2 separate regions of the Ovis aries genome follow, and region 2 is linked to region 1. A link is a contact called in public Hi-C data. All regions are on one chromosome and are shown on one strand. Each heading gives the region's core, a stretch centred on a gene start, on an enhancer-like site or on the middle of the called end of the contact. The rest is flanking DNA. Distances are from core to core; before and after follow the strand shown.

The links. Hi-C and Micro-C count contacts between places; a contact is called where the count stands out from the background.
Region 2: a Hi-C map of tail adipose tissue shows a contact between it and region 1, with 7 times the contacts expected there. The contact joins the promoter of LRRK1 here to the enhancer-like site in region 1. A contact is called at or near these places in 6 of 16 Hi-C or Micro-C datasets (hypothalamus, muscle, omental adipose tissue and 2 more).

The regions. Positions count from the first base shown.
Region 1 is chr18:4,917,815-4,922,173 of ARS-UI_Ramb_v3.0, reverse strand. It overlaps LRRK1 (leucine rich repeat kinase 1), which reads left to right. Exons shown (of 34, transcript XM_042235020.2): 7 at 1,889-2,115; 8 at 3,157-3,284; 9 at 3,380-3,543. Among named protein-coding and RNA genes, the nearest start is that of LRRK1, 93 kb to the left of the region's middle. Within about 2 kb of position 1,258, at least 22 of the 54 cell types and tissues checked have an H3K27ac peak or open chromatin away from gene starts, as enhancers often do. A contact at or near this core is called in hypothalamus, where this site is marked.
Region 2 is chr18:5,010,005-5,014,454 of ARS-UI_Ramb_v3.0, reverse strand. LRRK1 (leucine rich repeat kinase 1) reads left to right here and starts at 1,468. Exons shown (of 34, transcript XM_042235020.2): 1 at 1,468-1,675.

The sequences.
Region 1 (4,359 bases), core at 9-2,508:
GCCATGGTTACTTTCAGGTGACTCAGCAAAAAATGAAAAGTGTGTGTTTGTGTGGAGGGAAAAAGAAAAAGAAATGTGGCAACATATTAACAGTTGGTGAATCTAGATGAAGTGTATATGAATGGGTATGCATTGAACTGGTTAAGCCTTTCTGCAGTTTTGAAATTTTTCAAGATGCATAATTATGGGGGGAAACAATAATGATAATAAAAACAGGCCTACAACTCAAGCTTGACTTGTCTAAAATAAAACTGAGACTAAAACTCCATTCTCTTGACCTGAAATCCAGTATACCACCGCCTCTCTTCATCAAGGTGAGTGGAGAGAGACAGGCAGACAGAGACAGAGCCCCCATCTCCTTGGTTCAAAACCCAGAGTTTTGAGAAAGAACTGCAGACCCCGCTTTCCAGCCCTGGCAAGTTAGCCAAGGAGACAAAGCCGAGGCGCACACGCCACCTTGTGACCAGATAAGGGAGTCTACCGCTGCCAATTTTGAAAGCGAACTTCCCTCATGTTATTGGTATCCTTCCCAGTTGCAACATTTTCCCTTTAGTGAAGCACTAATTCTTGTTTCTCCAATTTTCTGATACGGATTTCCAGCTGCTTTAGAGACACTAGCCAAAAGAGCCGATTTCCTTTCCCCAGAAACCTCAGTGAGCCCCACATTCTTGGATGATCAAGAGCAAAGCCCTGCTTGTGAACGCTTAACCAGATCCCACTTACCACCATGTGCCAGCAAGCTGCTGACCTTTCTGACCCAACCAAATGAGAAAAGCAAAGGAGATTTATTCAGCACTTTCGGTAGTGAGTCAGCCACCGTCGCTCGCCTTTTGTCAGAGGAGTGGAGAGGCTTTATCACGGACAAGGGCAAGCCATCGGGTGTGCCCTGTCTGGTGGTGGTTGGTGGGCAAGCTGGAAGCAGTGACCTAGAAGGGGGCATCCTTCATAACTGGTTGGGGGAGCATGTTTGACTTTCCCTAATTAGTCATAGCAGTTGTCTTAGCCTAGGGCTAGAGAACCCTTCTCACCTGAAAGAAAGGATCATATAATTTATACTTTATTTCTTTAAATAGAATGAGTCAAACTCTAGGTCAAGTTCAGTCTCTTCCTTTCCAGAGTGTGTTCCTTAGACCAGCAGCTCTGGCATCACCCGGGAGCTTGCAGGAAATGCCAAATACCAGGCCCCACCCCTGACTCACTGCAACGCCTAGTAACAGTCCAGGAAGCTACAGGGTAACTTCTGTAACAGTTGGTCCCAAACGTCCGGGACTCGACTGAGAAGTAACCGCTTCCCTAGCTTTGTCCCTGCTTCCAGTTTAGATGAGGGGGTTATTAGTGTCCTGGTAGACTGCTGCAGGTTGCGGGTCAAAGTCCTCTTCTTCGCATGTGGTGTCTGGCCGTTGCCTGTGTGTTGTCGCTCACTCTGGAAATGGTGCATCCACAAAGCACCCCACATGGTGTGAGCACACACAGGCGCTTCTTGCCCTAATCGTGGGGAAGAGTGACCTGAAGGGAGAAGACCCAGGTTTGGGTCTCCGCCTTCTTCTGCAGGCTGGGGAGGGTCTTCCAAGTTGGGGTGGCCTCTTCTGCACAGAGCAGGGGCTATTCCTGCTGAGTGTCCCTCCTGGCTGTGATCAGCCCTCTCAGAGGTGACGCAAAGCCCACGTGCTCCCTCTCGAGTCTGGAGAGGGCGTTGCTGTGTCTGCAGAGATTCCCTCGAGGATACAGGTGCCCCCAAGTGACGACGTGCTCCCAGTTCTCCCGATCTCTCAGGACTCTGCTGAGATGAGCAGACAGACTCACACTTGGATAAACCATTGCTTTATTCCAAGTCTGCGTGAGCCCTGGGTTTGCCACTGGCGTGTGCTTTGCCCATTTCTCCACCCAGGCTCTTCGTGTGAAATGGTCCCACCTCAAGCTGCCCTGGGTGGATCTGGACTGGCTCATCGACATCTCCTGCCAGATCACAGAGCTGGATCTTTCTGCCAACTGCCTGGCGTCCCTCCCCTCGGTCGTCCCCTGGGGCCTCATCAACCTCCGGAAGCTGAACCTCTCGGACAACCACCTGGGGGAGCTGCCCAGCGTGCAGTCATCAGATGAAATCATCTGTTCCAGGTGGGCTCCTGCCCCGCGGCCCCGGTGGGGGGCCTTCGCCATGGGAGCCTGGCTGCCCCCACACCCTCTGCCTGCAGCATCTGTTTCCTGCCGTGGTGCTGCCTGATTGTAGCTGGTGCTTTGGAAACAGATTTTCAGCTAAAATGAGAAGGAAGTTGTGCATGCCTTTAGCAAGCTCTTGGGCACAAGGTCCTGGCCTGCTATCCACGTGAACACAGAGAGTTCTGCCAGGGTGGTTTGTCTGGCCCACGTGTCCACTGCTCTTTGCAGCAATGCAGGCCGGCCGGCCCACGATGCCCAGTCTTGGTCCTGCAGGCAGGCATCAGAGGAAGGGGGCTGGTGGAGGCCATGGGGCCCAGACACTCCAGCTTTTGGCCTACCTCCCAAGGAAAGTGAGCAGGGCCTCTAAGAAGCAGTTAACTGCACAGGACTCTGGCCATGGTCTGACAGTGTGGGCAGCTCCTGTCTCTTTTTCTGGGAGGCCTTGCAAGACACCCAGGCCCACCGATGAGGCTGCACAGGGAAGGGAAGGACCTTCCCTTCCCTGATGTACTGATGATCATGTCTGTAAGCCCTCGTTCCGTATGGGACATGAGCTGATTTCAAAAGCTAAGGCTCTAAGTGAAGTGAAGAAAAGACTGTTGATAAGAGCGTAGGGTCAGCAGTAACTCGTGGGAAAGAAGCCCTGTACAAAAAATTAAGTGCCATGGAGTGGGGGGTCCTTAACCGGGGCAGAGCCGAGAGTCCAAAAGGTTACAAAGCACTGCTCTCTGGACTTTCAGTAGCTTCGGGACACCAGCTTGTTCTGTTATCACATACGTGAAAAAGGTTACATCCCTACTGGTCCATGAGACCCGGACCCACCAAAGAGAGCTCTGGTCTTTTTCTGCAGACGACACAGCGACAGTAACACAATTAACAGAAATCACATTGGTGTTTCAGTGCACCTTCCTTATCCTGTGCCAGGAGACAAAGAAACATGTTTACAGAGAAGTACATGACCACGGCTTGCTTCTGATGCCTTGACTTTCCCAACTACAGGCTACTGGAAATTGACATTTCCAGCAACAAGCTGTCCCACCTCCCACCAGGATTCCTGCATCTCTCGAAACTTCAAAAACTGACGGCTTCAAAAAACTATTTGGAAAAATTGTTTGAGGAAGAGAGTGGTATGTTTCATCATCAGTAACCTGATATACTTTGTCATTTTCTTCTTGACTGGGATATTTTTTTTACCAATTCGTCCTCTCTTATTTTCTCCTAGCCACGAACTGGATTGGTTTACGGAAGCTACAGGAGCTCGATGTTTCTGACAACAAACTGACAGAACTCCCTGCACTTTTCCTCCATTCTTTCAAATCGCTCAGTTGTCTAAACGTCTCCAGAAATAACCTGAAGGCATTTCCAGATGCCTGGGCTTGCCCTTTGGTTAGTAACTTGCCAGAAACCGTGAAGGGAGCGGTCAGTCCCGCAGAGCTGAGGGTGCACCGTGCTCCTCCCCTCGGTGTGCAGAGCTGCACCGTGTTATAGATGAGCGTGTCTGTCACTCGGCATCTTGCAGCTGAGGGTCTCAGGCTGGTAACTCACCTGAGAGCCAGACCCCCCAGCTTTGGGTTTGAGATTGGCACCATAGCACCTACGAGACTTTCCACAGCTACAGCTTGGAAACGGAATGGCCGGGGTCGAGTTCTGTCCAAAAACGTGAGGCCATTCCCTTAGGACAGCCATAAAATAAGAATGAAGGAGAGAAGGCGTAGTCTGCACGCATAGCACTCCCCTTCAAATGGTGGTTTTGTTTCTTGGCAAGTTTGCCTGTTAAAATGGATGGGCCAGCATAAAGTATATTTGTGTTTTCTTGCTGTTATTTTTAACAGCAAATATGGAAATTCTCCATTCCTAAAGTTGACTCATTGGAAAAGACTGATGCTGGGAGGGATTGGGGGCAGGAGGAGAAGGGGACGACAGAGGATGAGATGGCTGGATAGCATCACTGACTTGATGGACGTGAGTCTGAGTGAACTCCGGGAATTGGTGATGCACAGGGAGGCCTGGCGTGCTGCGATTCATGGGGTCGCAAAGAGTCAGACACGACTGAGCGACTGAACTGAACTGAATATTAATATTTCTAGTTTAAATATATATGTGTGTGGGGTGTAGGCTCCTCTTCAGAACACTGTCCTGAATTGTCCCATTATTTTCAAGGACAATGGGCCAGGCGTCCTGGGGGAAGGGAAAAGACCACGA
Region 2 (4,450 bases), core at 219-2,718, 92 kb before region 1:
GTTCATGTCTGTCCCTTTTCTCCATGAGGATCTCTGTGTTTGTGTCTAAATTACCCAGAGTTTCTAAGGCTTCAGACCAGTAAGCCTCAATCACTGAGTTGTACACTGACACTGAGGTTAGATGAAGAATATTTCTGTACTTGGTTAGGTCCACCGTGTTCAACCATGCCTTGGATAAGATCCATCTTAATTTATGCACTTGTGTATGTTTGAATGCATTTAGAAACCTTCCATTTCCCAACCAAAATGTGAGCAACACATTCAAGGAAAACAGCAATTCCTTTGTTTGTCATTACCACAAGAGGAACCATTTTGAGGACATACACTGTGGCTATGGTGTGTGTGTGTGCATGTGTGTGTGCAGTGCCTTTTGGGGTGGGGACAGTAAGTTGGGACATTCTCTAAAAGTGGACCCTTTGAAACACCCAAGCTTCTCCCAATGGCAGGCTGAGCCCTTTTGACGTTCTTGCTCCTATCATGTCTTGATAATAAGGGACATTTTTTAAGTGTCCCAGGAGAAATATCAGTGGAAACTGAATACCCAGCTGAAGGAAGGTGACTAGAAACTGAGGGCCTATTATACAGAGTAAAGTAAGTCAGAAAGAGAAAAACAAATATCATATATTAATGCGTATATATGAAATCTAGAAGGATGGTGGGAAGGATGCTGGGAAAGGTTGAAGGCAGGAGGAGAAGGGGACAAAGAGGATGAGATGGTTGGATGGCATCACCAACTCGATGGGCATGAGTTTGAGCAGACTCTGGAAGATGGTGAAGGGCAGGAAAGCTTGCCGTGCTGCAGTCCATGGGCTCACAAAGAATCAGACACGACTGAGAGACTGAAGGACAACAAAAAGTATGGTGCTGATGAAGCTGTTTGTAGGGCAGCAATGGAGACGCATAGAGAACAGACTTGTGGACACAGCTGGGAAAGGAGAGAATTGGGAGAGTAGCATTGAAACATATACTTTACATATGCAAAATGAATAGCCAGTGGGAATTGGCAGGGAGCTCAGGCCCTTTGGTCTGTGACAACCTAGAGGGGTGGGAATGGGTGGGAGGGTGGAGGGAGGTTCAAGAGGGAGGGGATGTGTGTATACAGCTGATTCATGCTGATGCGTGGCAGAACCCAACTGAATGTTGTAAAGCAATTATCCTTCAATTAAAGGAAAAAAACTACTACACCTTCAGAAGGCAGAAAGGGTAGCTCAGGGAGGTAGCTTCCAATGGACCCCACCGTGAAAGTGAAAGTCGCTTGGTCCTGACCGACTCTTTGCCTCCAGGCCAGAATACTGGGGTGGTAGCTGCTCCCTTCTCCAGGGGATCTTCCCAACCCAGCAATGGAACCCAGGTCTCCCGCATTGCAAGCGGATTCTTTACCGTCTGAGTCACCAGGGAAACCCCTCCCTGCCTCCATTACCTACTTAGGAGAAAACTTAGAAAGCGAAAGCGAAAGTGACTCAGTCGTGTCCCAGTCTTTTTCTCCAGGCCAGATCACTGGAGTGGGTAGCCGGTCCCCTCTCCAGGGGATCTTCCCCATCCAGGGATAGAACTCAGGAATCCTGCGCTGCAGGTGGATTCTTTACCAGCATTCCAACATGAGACGTTGGTCAGCGGGGGTTAAGAAGCATAAAGAAATCTTAACTGACCTGTAACAATCGCCTCACGCAAACCTGTAAGTAACGCATGCCAAGGGTAAGGTTAAATGCTGGGATACAGCCAGCTCGAAACAGGCCACCCATGTGACAAGTTATTTCTACCTTGGACACATTTCTAAGCGGATGGCAAGCTCATTTAAAAAGGGCTTGTCCTCACCTCCGTGGGCCGCGTCTGCCCCCTGGTCCGCCGGTCACCCGGCGCGCACTTCCTCGCGGTCCCGCTAGATGGCAGGACCGGGCTCCTAGGGGTGGGGGTGGGCGCCGCGCCGCGATCGCCAGGCTCACTCGGCACCGTGGACGCCACGCCCTGCAAATTATTAGGGACTTTTCGTTAGCGACCAAACTGCCGCCTTTTGCATATTGGAATTAGAACCGCGGTGGTGAAGGCAGGGTTGCAGAACTGCACCCTCCCTTTTGGAGGGGCGTGTGGCCCGGGAGAGCCGACGGGGCAGCCTCTTGGGCGCAAACCTCAGCTGCCCCGTGGTCCCCTCTTCGAACAGGGACCCAAGGAACTCGTCCATGGTGACCGCTCAAAGTGTCTGCGAGGTCGTGGAGGCGGGAGCTGGCTGCTGCTGGCCGGCTTTTGTGAAACGGCAGTGAGGATGCTGGCGATTTGTCTCTGAGCCTTGGGATAAACCCTGGGAATGTTCCAGTCATAGCCGAACACGGGAGGAACCTGGGGTGCGCAGATCCTGCCAGGGTGCAGGACCATCCGCTTTTTCCGAAGAAGTCTTCTCTTTCCCTGGCGGGCACGTGGAGCCCAATCTAAAGCCTGCCCGCCCGCATGGACGTACATCATTATGATCTGTCTTTGGACAATGGCCTTAATTGTGGGTACATCTTTTTATTAGGTTGAAATAGAAATTGCCTACACTCCAGCAGGTTTATCTACCACCGCCACCCCCAAAATAGACCCAGACAATTTAAAATGATTCACCAGTGATATCTTTGTGTGTATCCGTAATTTAGTAAATCCATGTGGTGGAAGGGTTGAGGTTTGCAAACTATTAAAGTTTTACATTTCATACGTCTAGTCTGCTGTAGAAAAAGTTGTACACAAACGAATATTCCTGTCTTTTGAGTATTTACTGCCTCCATAGACGAGTCCGGAGTTCACCAGCGGATTTCGCTGCTGAGCGGAACAGAGGGGCAGGGAAAGCTGGGCTGCGCCGAAAACCGACCAATCTCGCCGCTGAGACTGCCCTGCCGGAGGGCAGGGGACCCAGACCCGGAGGAGACCGGCGCTGGGGGCGCCTGCGGACCCCGTGGCCTCCGGGGTCTCGGTGAGGGAAGCCGGCGGGCGAGCGCAGGGGCTTCCCGCGCGCGCTCTGCGGAGGCCTCTCGGAGGCCGCCCCTCGCCCCGCGCGCCGCCCGCCCCGCTCAGGATTGAGGAAGTGAGTCTGGCCCGGCCCGGCCCCCGGCGCACGGCCGGAGCCTCCTCGGAGGAGGGCAGAGGGGCGGCCCGGCCCCGAGCGCCGCCGTCCGCCCGGCCCCGCGCAGCCCGCGCCCCAGGCGCCCGCTGCCCTGCCCGCCGCCGCCGCCCGCAGGTAAGCGCTGCCCCGCCGCAGCCGGCGCGGAGTCCCAGCCCCGCCGCCCAGGCCCCGCGCGGGAAGCGTCTCCCCCGCCCTCCGCGGCGCACTGCCCTGCGTCTCCCGCCGCGCCCTCGGGCTGGAGGGTTCGGGGGGGGCGCAGGCCGGCGCCCGGGCCGGGGGAGCGGGCGAAAGCCACAAAAGGAAGAGGCGCCGAGGCGTCCGCACGGTTCCTCCGCCCTTAGAGAAGCCCCCGCCTTCGAGCGGGCGCGCGTGTGCGCCGGGTGTGTGAGTGCGGGGCGGCGCGGGGGCGCGGCCCGGGACGGCCTGGCGGCGCCGGGCGCCCGGGCGCCGTCTCCCCCACCCCGAGTCCGGGACGGAACCCGCCTTCTCCTGGCGGCCTCTGCGGGCGACCTTCCGCGTGGGATGAGTGTGATCGCGGCCGGGGAAGGCCGGGGACCCCAGGGGGGACGGTGGTGACCGAGGCTCTGGGATCTCTGCGGTCCGCTCACCCTGCCCGTCCACCTTGTGAGGCCGGCGAGTTTTTCTCCCATAAGCATCGGAGATGTAAGGAAATAGGAGCGTGCAGTTACGTTTTCAGCGAGCTTTTCACCAAATGCATTGTCTTTAGAGTTTGCCACTCACTCCCATTGTATCCAGATTCCCTGGGCGTTACAGGGGCAGATGGCAACCCACTCCAGTATTCTTGCCTGGAGAATCCCATGGACGGGGGAGCATGGTAGGCTACAGCCCGCGGGGTCGCAAAGAGTCAGACACGACTGATCGACTTCACTTAAAGGGGCAACTAGAATACGCACGATTTTGAAAAATGCTAACATTCAACTTCTTTTGTGGTCTGATTTAATTATCCTTGTGAATGTCCTAAAAGAATAAAAAATTCAGTTGAAAACATACAAACCTCACACTCAGTTTGTCCCTACAGGTTTGTGGGCCTGCCAAACCTCTCCCTCAGGCTTCCACACCTCAGGGAGCGGCCCTAGTACTCAGATCAAAGCCTGAGACATAAAAACCTGGGAGCTGTCTTCCCTCCCGTGTTCTCATCCCTTGAGTTCAGTTATTGGCAAGGACTGTTGAGTCGTCCTCTCAAAGGTAATGTTCAGGTCCAGCCCCTTCTCCCTCGCCAGCGTCTCTTCCCTACAATTGTAGCTCTCCCCTCCCCCATTCTCTGTTTGGGAGCCGGAGTATAGCTGGAGTGATTTATTGTTTAAAAAGGAAAATTAGAGAGTGTCAGTCCTCTACTCG